Linked DNA regions of Danio rerio: regions 1 and 3 are each linked to region 2. Evidence: chromatin contacts called from public HiCAR-type and Micro-C data. All regions are on one chromosome and are shown on one strand. Each heading gives the region's core, a stretch centred on a gene start, on an enhancer-like site or on the middle of the called end of the contact. The rest is flanking DNA. Distances are from core to core; before and after follow the strand shown.

Region 1 (4,996 bases), core at 433-2,932, 200 kb after region 2:
TGTTCCTTAATTATTACACTTAACCATATCATCCTAGAAAATAGCAACTTTTAATATTTCGTCATAAGTACACAATGTAACCACGGAAGAGTCAATCGTTAAATTGGAAAATGACCAGAACATTCATTAATTCATTTCTCTTCGGCTTAGTTTATTTAGAGAATAATTCAACACTTGTTTTACTTAGCCAATGCTCTTCCAGTCTCAACCAAGTACTGGCATGCCAACTGACCCAGCCATGACTCGAACCAGGCACCATCTTGCAATGAGGGGTGCTAACCACTGGCCACCGTGTCGCCCATTGTCAGTACTGTTTTTTATATTTTGAATGAGATGCTAATGGTCTAAAGCAGTTTAATGATTCATGCTAAGCTAAGCTAATCTGCCCTGCCTGACCCAGAGCTCGGCTAAATTAAGTAAAAAATGGTAAAGCTCAACAAGGGGTGGCACAGTGGTTCAGTGGTTAACACTGTCACCTGACAGCAAGAAGTTCACTGGTTCGAGTCCTCGCTTGGCCAGGCATTTCTGTCTGGAGTTTGCATGTTCTCCCCATGTTCACGTGGGTTTCCTCTGGATGCTCCGGTTCTGCCCACTAGTACAACGACGTGGTATAGTTGAATTGAATAAACTAAATTGTCTATAGTGTATGAGTTTGTGTGAATGAGTGTGTATGGGTGTTTCCCAATACTGGGTTGCAGCTGGACTGGCATTGGCTGCATAAAACTAATGCTGGAATAGTTAGCAGTTCATTTTGCTGTGGGGACCCACTGAAATAAAGCCAAAAGAAAATCAATAAATGATTGAATAAAACTCGACTATTTAACCCTGGGGGAGTTGAAAAATGATTTTAAAAAAATGGAGGATTCTTTTAAAATGATTAAGTAAATGATCTACTGTGCATAATTATGAAAATTACAGCAATTTAACAATTCCAAGTTACAATAGATTTATGCACTTACGGGTTTACTCCCTTTTTAAAAATAACTAGTAGCTTTTCATTCATTTATTCATTGTCGGCTTAGTCCCTTTATTAATCTGGGGTCGCCACAGCGGAATGAACCGCCAACTTATCCAGCAAGTTTTTACACAGCAGATGCCCTTCCAGCTGGAACCCATCTCTGGGAAACATCCACACATACACACACACACTCATACACTACAGACAATTTAACAGACAATTTAGCCTACCCAATTCACCTGTACCGCATGTCTTTGGACTGTGGGTGAAACTGGAGCACCCGGAGGAAACAAACGCGAACAGAAACGCCAACTGAGCCGAGGATCGAACCAGCGACCCAGCAACCTTCTTGCTGTGAGGCGAATGTGCTACCCACTACCCCACTGCGTTGCCTACTAATAGCTTTTTACGGTGTTATTTAAGCGAAAATGTAGTTGTTTTTATTTTAAGAAATATAAGCTGTTTTTACTACTCTGCAGTCTTAATGGCGAATCAAAGCCAGATGTAGTAATTACTATGCAGTAGTGTCAGCTGCATTAATGAAAGCAAAATATGAATAAAAGGCCATACAAATTGAACCAGCAGCTCCTGCCCCATGCCAAATCTCTGTCCAAATGTGAAAAGTGCCAGGAATGATGCCACTGCCAAGCTGAGAGGGGTGCCATTGCTTGTGTCATAGGCCTGACTCACAGAGAACTAAATCAACAAGCTAAACGTGCCAACAAGCTCTGTGTCATCGCATAAACTATTTCCAGTAAAGACCTTGTGTGCAATCCATAAATTACAGACACAGATATATAACTGACCGACAACTTCAAATAAGTCCCATAAAGAAACAGACGGTCAAATAAGCAGAAAACCCACTTCAATATGAGAAACCAAGAAATGTAATAAACCTAGATTTGCTGTAACCGTATCGAAATGTTGTTAGACAGGCGTGAAAGTGCCTCTGTACACAAGCACATGTTTCTGGACACCATGGCTGCAGGGTAACCGTGTCTCAAGAGAAAAGGGCTGTGAATTATGAAAAGTAAAAACTGTCATCTGTTTGTACAGTCTGGAGATGGAAAGATTAGAGGACAGTGCGTCTCTGGTTAGCTGTGTTTGTGAAGAATGGCTCTTTGTACACAGTAGCACACACTGACATTAGTGGTGCCACACCAGAGGCGATCTGTCTAGAGTCCTGTTCGAAAGGGGGAGACGAGTGGGCTTTCTCTTTCTTTCTGCATTTCTGCCTGTCTTTGGCATTCTTTTCCAACAACTAAAGCAATTCAGCTGGGTTCATGGAAAACTATATTATATTATATTATATTATATTATATTATATTATATTATATTATATTATATTATATTATATTATATTATATTTATTATATTATAGTATATTATATTATATTTATTATATTTATTATATTATATTATATTATATTATATTATAGTATATTATATTATATTATATTATATTATATTATATTATATTATATTATATTATAGTATATTATAGTATATTATATTATATTATATTATATTCATTTATTTTTTTTTGGCTTTGTCCCTTTATTAATTAGGGGTCACCACAGCAGAATGAACCGCCAACTTATCCAGCATATGTTTAACGCAGTGGATGCCCTTCCAGCCGCAACCCAACACTGAAAAACATCCATACACACTCATTCACACCAATACACCACGGACAATTTAGCTTACCCAATTCACTTGTACCGCATGTCTTTGGACTGTGGGGGAAACCGGAGCACCTGGAGGAAACCCACGCGAATGCAGGGAGAACATGCAAACTCCACATAGAAACGCCTACTAACCCTACTGCACCACTACGTCGCCTATATTATATTATATTATGTTATATTATATTATATTATATTATATTATATTATATTATATTATATTATATTATATTATATTATATTATATAAAAAGCTGAACAGAGAAGATAAATATAAATGTAATAAAAATTATTAAATAACAAAAATTATTAAAAAATTATAAACTTAAAAAAAGTATTTAAATATTTTATATATTTCAGTAGTATAATATATATATATATATATATATATATATATATATATATATATATATATATATATATATATATATATATATATATATATATACATACATATATATATATTAAAAAATATATAGAATATATAGAATATATATAATATATAACTTTATTATATTACTATAATATATATATATATATATATATATATATATATATATATATATATATATATATATATATATATATTATAGTAATTATATTACTATAATATATATATACTAATATTATATTATTATGAATAAATATTTTAGATAATTATATAATTTATTTTATATAATTTATAATATTATATAATTATTATATAATATATTAATTTATATAATTGTTATTTTTTAAGTAATACAACTAGCAATGACAATAGATTTCTAAACCTTTTAAAATGTGCATTTAATGAAAGAGATCAATGAAAGTATCTCTTTAGCATCTGAGTGTTAAAGTGTGGTTAAGGTGTCAAATCTCTCCGTTGTGAATGTGAACATCTGGACTAGATGCTGCCAAAATCGGTCACTGTAATTTTAAATAGACTTACTCTGCCACCTTCCGGACATAGGCTGTAATATTTTATGTTTAAATTCAAAAGGGTGTAAGGAAGGACCTTCACTTTTTCCAAACATGTTTGAGTTTTTTTTTTTTGGTTAAATTCTATATATATATATATTAAGCTAAAAGTATATCACCCTACAGAAAATGTTTACTCAATATTTATTCACCCTCAAACCTTTTAAACCTTTATGAGTTTACTATAAAAAGATTATTCGGAAGAAAGTTGAAAATCGGTAACCATTGACTTCCATTGTAGGAAAGACAGATAGGTAAATCAATAATTACAGAACATTCACTAAAATATCGTTTTTGTTTAGCAGATGAAAAAAAAAGTCAAGCAGGCTTGGAACAAGTGGAAGACATATATGATGACAGATGTAAACGTCGCCAGACTTTTCAGTTTTGAGTAAACTATCCCTTTAATTGATAACACCTTATTCAAATCAACGGCTCTTAGAGGTTCAGGTTTAAATCTGTCAGGTAGGAAAAGTATTTTATTTTGAATATGTTTGGGGGTAATGAATGCTCTTTTATTCCCTGTTTTGTGTTGTTTTTATAAAATGTTGGTGCTTTATTGAAACAAAACGTATCTTACACTGATAAAAAATCAACTAGCCAGCTAAAATCTTTAAAAAAAATATCTGTTTGGAAAAAAGAAAGGTAGCTTTATTAATCTATGCAGAAAGTTTACATTTTCCTAGGCCTGCTTGACACGTTACATAGAATATAAATGGACAAATCAACCTCTCACAATTTGAGCTGTCATTATTTTGATCTACATGGCATGAGGCCTGTAAAGTCTCTTCTGATCATTTACGTACGGCTCAAATCTGGCCACAAGAGGCCGCTGTAGTCATTGATTTCGTTTGTTTGTAGCTTCAATCGAAGTCCATTTCAAGTATGGCGAGTCTTCTTCAATATAGCACCCTCATGCAGCCACGCTGAAGGATGTCAGTGAAAAATAACACTCACTGTATGCCTTGTTTTTTTGTTTTTTTTAAAGCGTAATAAAAAATTGTTGGTCTTAAAAATTATTTGGTGTGTGTGTATAATTTGAAATGGACCGTAAAAACATTCAATATTCTGTGGGAATTCCCTACAAAAATAGCTATTGTGTTTGTTAATACCAAAGTTGTCTTTGAGGATTAGACAGAAAATATAATTAGCTTGGAGTAAATGAATAAGTTAATAAAATGTTTGAATTGCTTTGACATACCGATCATATCTATGTTTTCCCAGAGTTGTGAGTGATGCATCACTGTAGAAATTCCTGTCCATTTTCTGCTTGATATCTCGCATGTGCGCATGTTAAAGGTCAGGGAATGCAGTGTTTGTCACCTCAACCTTTCACTTTACAGGCAGGGGAAACCCACCTCCTCACTTCTGCTCCGCTGACCATACCAGGCTCT
Region 2 (4,462 bases), core at 36-2,535:
TGAAAGGTTTTGTCTATTTGGGTAAACTATGATCAAGATGTGCTATTCTTTATGTATTCTGTAGCCTAACTTAAATAAAAAATTAAAATTAAAGAACAAAATGATTAACCATATGACTATAAAAGGTTTTGTCTGTTTGGGTAAAATATGGTCAAGATTTGTTACTTTATGTATCCTGTAGCCTAAATAAATACAAAAAATTAAAGAACAAAATAAATTAACATCACTCTAAAATGTTGTTCTATTGGATAAATATGGTTTGTGTAAAATATGTTCAAGATTTGGGTAAAATATGGGCAAACAACTGTCGAGTATGGCTAGCTATTAAATTACAATTTTAGCCTAATATTAATTCAATAATTGAGTTGTTGTGTATTTACCACTATGCTGAAACATGCATTTTTTAGAGTGAAAAGAGAATTTTGATCCAATATGCCCAGTTTGACATTGAATTATAATAATTATAAAAATGTATAGTAAATATTAATATAAATGATCAAATAACGCCTCGCATGTTCGACGGGTGTGTCTAATTAGGCTATTTTTAAGAATAGGCTACCTTTCTGCACACTTCAGAGCGTTTATTTGTTTATTTACGGTTCTAGTTTGCCCAAAAATGCCTTCAATTGTGAAGCACATGCCCTGACCAAAGTGCTCAACACATTAGGGCGGGCAGGGCAGTTGAGATATCGATCGTTGTGCTCTGTGTGTTTTGCATGGGATTGTCTGGGGGGTAATTGAGTGTCACTGTCTGTCTGTGTCGTCTCGCTGGCGCCATGTGCCTCTTTGGATTGCTAATTTCTCCAACCGACCCGCCTACATCTACTCTCTAGTGCAGGCCTGCAGTTTCCACCTCCATCAGCCTGTCATATGGCTGACAAAGCAGAATTTGGACTTTAAAGTGCGTTTCTAAAAATAAAAAAAACAGATACAACTATGTTGGTATTACATCCAGGGACAAATATTTAGATCCCATATATTTTCGATTGACCTTTAAATCATTATAGTACAATATTACGAACATATTTTCGAAAGCTTTCGGTTTTAATAACCATTATGCTGTTATTATTTTACCACGTCCTGCTACCTGCCTCATCATGCGATTCTGTCTCAGCATCTGTAGGCGGAAAGACAAATTGTATGACCGCTCTGTGAACCAATACCAATGCCAATAGGACAGTGTATGCAAATTTATCAGCACGACTGGCCAATCAACGCATTAATGGGCAGGGCTTTACAGAGCCAAAAACTGATCCGGTGAAATTTCTCCGATCAGTGATCCGCTGCTTCGAGATCGGGGATAGTTGCCCTTGTGGAAACTTGTTTGTGTTATTTCACGAGTCCGTTTGTGTTTTATATGTGTTTGTGTGTTTTTCATCGCATGGCGGATTGGTTTGGTTACACACGGGGAATGTTTCTCCACTCGCGCTAGTTTCGGATCCTCCGATGGAACAAGACGCGAGCCTTTTCTGCGCCCGTTTGATTTTTGGATACAGTGTAGATCACAGATCCCTGGGAATGCAGTAATAAATGTAGGACATATGTAACGAGTCCTCTCAAACCATTCGGAGGGTCTTGCCACGGGGTATCAAGACAAGGAAAAGCAGCCGTAAATGGATCGCCTGGTTTCTCTGTGGTTTCAGCTGGAACTTTGTGCGATGGCTGTTCTTCTCACGAAAGGTAACTCTTAAGTTTATTCAGTCGCTTCTGGACGCGCACGACTCTCAACTGACTTTAAACCATATAAAACTGTAGCGCTCAAACACAAAGTATGTTTATATGTGTACACAACCAGTCAAAAGTTTGGAAACAGTATTTTTCTCATGTTTTTGAAGAAAGGCTTTTCTGATAACTAATGTTAAGTTTATTGAATCATAAATACTATAAAATCTGTAATATTTAATAGTATTTCGATGTGAAAGAACTGATTTTCTGTAGGAATGTGTTATAAAATATAATGTACTCCTGTGATGAATTATGAGCAGCCATTACTACAGTTCTGTGTCACATGATCCTGCAGAAATCATTGTAATATGCTGATTTGTATTGCTCAAGATGATTTTCTGATTATTATCAGTGTTGAAAATAGTTGTGCTGCTTCGTTTTTTTGATATTGCCATTTAAACTATAATTTAAAGAGTTTTTATTCAAATATGATACATTAAATTGCTTAAAATTGACACCTAATATATTTAAGGTACAAAAGATATATCGTTTAAGAAGTTAATTTTAAGTTTTCAGCTTTTTATTGATCAAAAAATGATCATGAGCGCCAATAGTTAATCATAATTTTAGCATTTTAGAATTTCTACACTGAATTTTGACACTGAAGACTGGAGTAATGATGCTGGAAGTTCTGAATAAATTAAAATGTAATATATATATATATATATATATATTATACACACTTATACTTACACAGAAAACATCTTAAATTCAATATATTTTTTCACAACAATACTATAAACAAAGCCTTGGTGAGTCAAAGAGACTTTGTTCAAAAACATGAACAAATCTTAATGTTTTCAGCTTTGTAATTGATAGTTTACACATCTTAACACTTGTTTATCGGCTTCTGCCCTTACAAAATAACATGTTCATTTTAATATTGGTGATTTCAGTTTGTTTCATATGTTAAAAAACTACGGTTAATTGCAGCGAATATGTATTGCATTTTGTTTTGTTGCCTATTTTCAGATATAAAGTGTATTTACTATAGCATGTAATATTTAATTTCAGAAGTAAAACAAGGTCTTGGGACAATTTTAAATGTGTTTCTAGCTGCTGAATGCTGGCTTAGGAGCTAACATGTTTCAGAGACCATCTTGAGCTTTTTAGTTCCTGGTCTAAGGTAGATACATAAAGCCATCTTTAGACCAGCTACCTCCAGCTCCAGTTATAAGTATTCTCCAGATCTTGTTTTGTCATTTTCTAGCCTCTTGTTAAAAATTGATCAGCCAAGAACATTAGCCTCCGGTTTTATGCATTATTAGATAAGCCCAGCCATAAAAAATAAATAAGAAACTCATTGGACCTAACTGATAAGAAGAACTGATTTCTCACACTAATGAGATGACATGTAACTCCAGCCTCGGACAGTGTACACAAGCAACCTACGACAACACAAAGGCCGTGTTTATTTGTGTTTGTGTCATGATGTGTGTTTAGTGTTCTGTTTCACGTTCACACATGGTGGTAGGTAAAAAAGGTCCACTTACAAAAACGGTACTGAATGTTAAAACAATCTGTGACCTTATTAGTTGTTATAACAATATTTGACCTCAATTTTGAGAAAACCTTAAGAAGATTGTTGCTTAAAAGGATGTTAAGCTAAATGGCTAAATTTCATTCATGGTTCACTTTTATTATTAAATTCAAGGAATATAGAAAAATGTCAGCTATACAAGCTATGAATAGACACTTGTGGACAAAGCTAAGAACATGTTTTTGGGTGAACTGCCCCTTTAAAAGTTACTCTCTGACTTAATGCCAGGTTTGACCACAAGTGAGTTTGCGTGCTAACTGAAAAAGGAGTCCTGCTCTCACCCCCTTTACGAGTTTCCATTTGGGTTGAAAGAAATTGACTTTGGCAAACAAACCACTAATTATAAGTTACACGGTTCCTGTTTTATAAGACAGGCTAAAAGGATCCTTTGCATGAAAAGCCGTGACACAGTTACAGTGTTAAACTGAAAGGCCACATATTAGCGTTCTGACACAAACCCTTAGTCACAATGTTGTATTAGTCCTGTCTCTTTTGGCCTTTTTCTGGCATTAGGTCTGACTAGTTGCTTTGTTTTTCTCTCTTACATCCTCTTTGGATGAGATGAAGAATGCCTTCCTGGTCATAAAGTTAACCAGTTACTCAAAACCTTGGTGATGTTAGAAATACTACAGTTTAATTCTCTAATAACACGCTCCATTTCTGTTGGAAGGGATGTGATGGGAATCTCAGCGTTCCCACACTGTTTGACTTGATTCTAGCCTGAAAATGTTAACACAATTAGTGTCAAGAATCCTTGGAAAGTTTCGTTTCCTGGAAGCACATCAGAGACAGTTGTATTATGGTTTAATATATCGAATTCAGTACATTTATTTTCTGTTTAACTAACACAGCTTTTCTGTTTTGCAGGAGAGATCAGGTGCTACTGTGACGCACCGCACTGCGTTGCCACCGGATACATGTGTAAATCAGAGCTCAACGCTTGCTTCACTAAGGTCCTGGACCCTCTTAACACAAACTCACCTTTAACACACGGCTGCGTGGATTCGCTTTTAAACTCTGCAGACGTGTGCTCTAGTAAAAATGTGGACATTTCAAGTGGAAGCTCCTCTCCTGTGGAGTGCTGCCATGATGATATGTGTAACTACAGGGGTTTGCATGACCTCACACACCCCAGAGGGGACTCAACAGGTAAGATGCTCAAATATGACTAAACTAAAGGCTAGATAAGTCTACTGT
Region 3 (4,858 bases), core at 408-2,907, 220 kb after region 2:
TTAAATTGCTGTCTAATATGACACCCAGATCTTTTATAGTAGAGCTAATGCTAACTTTGTATCCCTCCAATTGTACGTCGAGTTGTGAGATCTGCTGTGTACAGGATTTAGGCCCAGTAAGTAATAATTCTGTTTTGTCTGAGTTTAAGAGAAGAAAATGGTTTGTCATCCATTCTTTAACATCTTTACAGTTTTTTTTTTTTTTTTTTTTTTACGATGGCTATGACAGTTTTTTTCAATACATTTAATAAGTTTGCTAAACTCTTAACACAGCAACACACCTAAAACACACAATTGGCAAAACAGTAAATTTCATGCTCAAAATCACACATTGTAAACTAAACCTCTAAACTACTTTTTAAAATACAATAATAAACTAACACACCACACCATGTCTAACAAAACACTGTAAACATGTTTCAAAATAAAATAATGATTCAAAACACTAACACGTTCTCTTCCGATAGAAACATTTAGTCATTCATAACACATTGATAATAAAAACACTATCATCAGCTGACATTACAGAAACTGCAATGTTTGATGTGTCAGGTCTGCCCTTTACTTGAAGCCTCTCTACATTTTTGTGTTGTTGAGTTTAGTACAGTAAATGCATGCATTTTGTTATACTGCAGAAAATCATAACTAAAAATGAACGACCATCCCAGAGTAGCTTTAAAAAATTTACAGTTTACTGTATGTAAAAAAATAATACAGACACAGAATTGATGCAGTACAGACTTTATTTGCAAAAGGACATTACTGCAAGATGTACAAACAGAAAAAAACACCACAATAATAATAAAAAAAGTAAAGTAACTTTCTATTCTGACTAGTCTTCTGCATTTTCCCGACTTCTTCTCTGGCCCGGTATGGTAACGGTGGCCCTTTGGCCTATTATGTTTCTCCTATGGCGATGCCTTCTCGCCAAGTTAAAGCCAGCCTCGTCAACATAGATAATTGCATGTGGAACTTGATTGACCTCCAACTCCATGACTCTCTAGAAGTAATTAGACACAGTGTAATGCTTTACTGTACTGTATAATTATGTATTGAACGCCAGGTTTATTGAGTAGTTTACTGCAAAACACACTGTGTATAGTAAAGTAATCACTGTATTGCATAACCTTACCTCGACGTATTGGTGACGAAGTTCTGTAATGTGCTTACTGTTTCTTTCAAAAACCTCATGAGTCCACTTTTAGAACATACAGTATGATCATGTGATTTGAAAAACCTCAACATATGAGTGTGCTTCCTATATGGGAATCTGCTGTGATATGTATGTGATATACTGTTTACTTTGGCTTTAGCCTATATAAGTTTTGTTTAGAACATGGTGTTATCTGTTCTGACATACTGTGTTAAAGCATTTGTAAATTTAACTGTAAAATGACATTGTTTTGCTCTTGGTTGTGCTTGTGTGTAAAATAAGTTCAAGCATTTTAAATTTGTGTTAACTGGATGCATTTTGTGTCAAAGCAAAATGTGTTAATTGTATAGCCCACTAAGACGGATGTTGTGCTAACCGTGTTAAAAGTTTAGGAAACTTGTTAAATGTATTGAAAAAAGTGTCATAGCCATTGTAAAAACCTGAAATTCAGTTTTGGCGTTCGACACGGTATGTCCAATCGCAGCCACCGTAGAGCCAACTTCTGCGCTTGCGCCCGTCTCAAATCAACAATGGCGGCCTCCCTCGGCGTGTGTAGGTTACATTTTAGAAGTTTAGGAGGTCTTGATAGATTTTGTCTCGGATTGGAACCTCAAACGCAAAGAAGATGTACGTCAACTATACCAGCAATCAAAACCCCGACCGGGAGCAAGACCGCAGACTTCGGTAACATTTTTATTCTTGTATATCTGTAAGCATGGCATTTACTAACTGACTTTAAAACAGACTTGACAGCTGCAAAATGTATTCGCGTTGTCATAGTATTTACAAAATAACTACAAAGTTGTCATCTAATGGTGTAACTAGCGATGTAGTTGACATGTGGATGACCAAACACCAAGTCTTTGCGTTTTTATCTCAAAAGTGAAGAAGAGTAAAACATTTCAAGCAATCCAAGAGGAGCGACGAGAACAAGCTGAAAGATCTGTTTTAATCAGCTGTCCTGCTAAATTCAGCGAAAAGAAGTTTTTAGATTTCTTCTCCAAGCATGGGACAGTCAACAAGCATTTCTTCTACAACAGTTTTGTAAGTGTGGCAGAGCTATTGCAAGTCATTTTATCTCAATTCAGCTGAGTGATGTTGTGAACTGTTGTTTTTAATCTGCTTTGTTTTTTAGGGTGCGTATGCGGTAGTTGAATTCTCCAATAAAGAGAGCATAGCCTCGTTGAAGGAGAGCACAGGTATACCAGCTGTTGATCATGAAGCTGCAGTGCCTTTTAAATCCCGGCTGCTGTCGCTGAAATGGCCAGGCATTCAGTCAAGCAACTATCCCACGCCAAATTTTAAGGAGCAATCCCCTCCGAACATCGGTGACATTTCCAATCTGCTCTTGCAAAAGCACAGTGTAAGTCTTCCCTGATAAAAGTTGTTTTTCTTTTCACCCCAAAACTGAAATGTATTCCATCAAAGCTCTCAGGGATATGGCAGCATCTCAGATCAAAGCCAGACAAACTTTATAATTGTGTTTAGGATTTATTTATTACATTTTTCTTTGTTTGTTTTACGTGTGATAGTTAAAAGTTTCAGTATTGCTGAGAGTAATCGTCTTCTCATTTATTTCCACAGGTAGATGAGCAGCTTCGATGTTTGACAGAGACTTTACAGCTTACAGAGGAAAACATAAGTCTGCGCTTCCTTGTCTGTTCTCTGCTTGGAGACATAGCTGGAGCATACTTCCCAGAATGCATCATTAGGCCTTTTGGTTCTACTGTAAACAGCTTCGGCAAACTTGGCTGTGATGTTGACATGATTCTGGATCTAGACGGCATATATGCACGAAGCCAGAAAAAGGTCAGTGCAGTGAATGGGTAGAATAATCTAAACCTGTATATTCAATCAAAATGAAAAATTCTGTCATTATTGATTGCATGTCATTTTTTTAACCTGTTTGAATTTCTTTCTTCCGTGGAACACTATATACATACTAGGGATGTGCGGAGCAGCCGGTATTTGTATTTGTATTTGTTGAGGGGGGAAAAGTATTTGTATTTGTATTTGTATTTGTATTCGAGTAAAATTCAAAATGGCGCAAAAATATATATTTTTTTCTATTACACTTCTAATTTACGTTATAGTGAAAGAATTGTTTAATTATACCCATTATATAAATTATAGACATGCAATATTGGTTGTTGTTTTTGAACATGTGATAAGAAATGTCATTGAAAAGAAAATAACATAGAAGCCATTATCTCATCCATGGTTAAACCAACAACTAATAAAATACCATTGTGAATATTATGAACCCCACCACCACCGTTCTTGTTGAAGGACACTGAATAGACAGAATAAAACCAAAAAATACTTCAAAAAACTGTTCTTCTTCTGAAAGAACTTCTTTCCAATGCACAGAATTCCAAAAACTAAAATTAACTAAATAAATCTAAATAAAACTCTGCCTGGGAGATCTGACAGAACAAAAGTATTCTATATAATACTAAAAGATACAGCCCTGCTATTGTCATCTGCCTGCCACAAAACAGACACAAAGTTTTTTTTTTTTTTACTTTTTTATGTTTGAAACTGACTTGCTGGGGCAGAATGTGGCTGTGTTGATGGTTTGGTGCTTGTGGAGGATTTAGCAGAACATAGCTGTGCTGATTGAGGGGATTGATGCTTGTGGGGGGTTCACAGACAGTATCAGGAGAGGATGCTTTTAGTGCATGTGATAATACATTACATAGAAGGTTGCGCGGTGGCACAGTGAGTAGCACTGTCGCCTCACAGCAAGAAGGTTGCTGGTTCGAGCCTCGACTGGGTTCTCCCCATGTTGGCGTGGATTTCCTCCGGGTGCTCCGGTTTCCCCCACAGTCCAAACACATGCAATACAGGTGAATTGGGTAAGCTAAATTTTCCCTATTGTATGTGTGTGAAAGAGAGTGTATGGATGTTTCCCAGTGCTGGGTAGCAGCTGGAAGGGCAGCCACTATGTAAAACATATGCTGGATAAATTGGTGGTTCATTCCACCGTGGCAACCCCAGATTGAAAAAGGGACTAAGCCGAAAAGAAAATGAATGATTATGGATAGAAGATGTTGACAGATGTTTAATATCTCTGCCTCTGCTGATTTCACTTTTGCACATATTATACAGTATCAGTTTGTTTTATCTGCAGCACCACTGACTGTAAAATGCTTCCACACAGAACCTCAAGTTTTATTTTTTTTTACTGGTGGAGGACCAAGAAATGGCTCAGCAGCACTCTCACTCTTTTTCATGGTGCCCAAATGTATTTGAGGAGTTTCAAGTTAATAAAAAGTGACGGGAAGCTATGCTAAGGTTAACTAGCCTATAGCATATATCTTGCTGTCTGCAAAAGACAGTTATTTAGACGTACCATATAACTCCCATAAGTGCATACTATTCGACACAACTGCAAAAGCATCGTTTTAACCTTTATAAACGAACGTTAACGTTACTCTGTCAACAGTCTATTGTCTAAATTACCGCGCTAACAGAGCTAACGTTGCGTAAACAGAGCACCCGATTGCAAACTTTAAAAATGCAGCGTAATGGAAAATCCCGAACAAACTCCGCTACAAGTTTATAAACTGCATCTGGAACCCAATTAAGGTACAAAAAAAAAAAAAGCTTGCGCCAGAGACCTTTTACCTCCGCCCCGCCCTCCGACTGAGCGTCCGTCCGTCTCTCTCTCTCTCTCTCTCTCTCTCTCTCTCTCTCTCTCTC

The links. A called contact is a pair of places that touch in the nucleus more often than the background predicts. HiCAR-type assays count read pairs that join an accessible place to other places.
Region 1: a HiCAR-type map of caudal fin shows a contact between it and region 2, with 10 times the contacts expected there. The contact joins the enhancer-like site here to the promoter of bambia in region 2. A contact is called at or near these places in 8 of 18 Hi-C or Micro-C datasets (caudal fin, embryo, fibroblasts and 3 more) and 3 of 4 datasets of contacts at active chromatin or transcription factors (caudal fin, embryo and gastrula embryo).
Region 3: a contact with region 2 is called in a Micro-C map of caudal fin, with 6 times the contacts expected there. The contact joins the promoter of mtpap here to the promoter of bambia in region 2. A contact is called at or near these places in 7 of 18 Hi-C or Micro-C datasets (caudal fin, embryo, hematopoietic stem cells and 2 more) and 3 of 4 datasets of contacts at active chromatin or transcription factors (caudal fin, embryo and gastrula embryo).

Annotation. Positions count from the first base shown.
Region 1 is chr12:25,346,024-25,351,019 of GRCz12tu, forward strand. No RefSeq gene overlaps it. Among named protein-coding and RNA genes, the nearest start is that of map3k8, 17 kb to the right of the region's middle. Within about 2 kb of position 1,683, at least 7 of the 62 cell types and tissues checked have an H3K27ac peak or open chromatin away from gene starts, as enhancers often do.
Region 2 is chr12:25,148,141-25,152,602 of GRCz12tu, forward strand. It overlaps bambia (BMP and activin membrane-bound inhibitor (Xenopus laevis) homolog a), which reads left to right and starts at 1,286. Exons shown (of 3, transcript NM_131784.2): 1 at 1,286-1,680; 2 at 4,133-4,414. The coding sequence starts at 1,614.
Region 3 is chr12:25,367,587-25,372,444 of GRCz12tu, forward strand. mtpap (mitochondrial poly(A) polymerase) reads left to right here and starts at 1,658. Exons shown (of 9, transcript XM_021480322.3): 1 at 1,658-1,837; 2 at 2,037-2,197; 3 at 2,289-2,516; 4 at 2,738-2,962. The coding sequence starts at 1,684.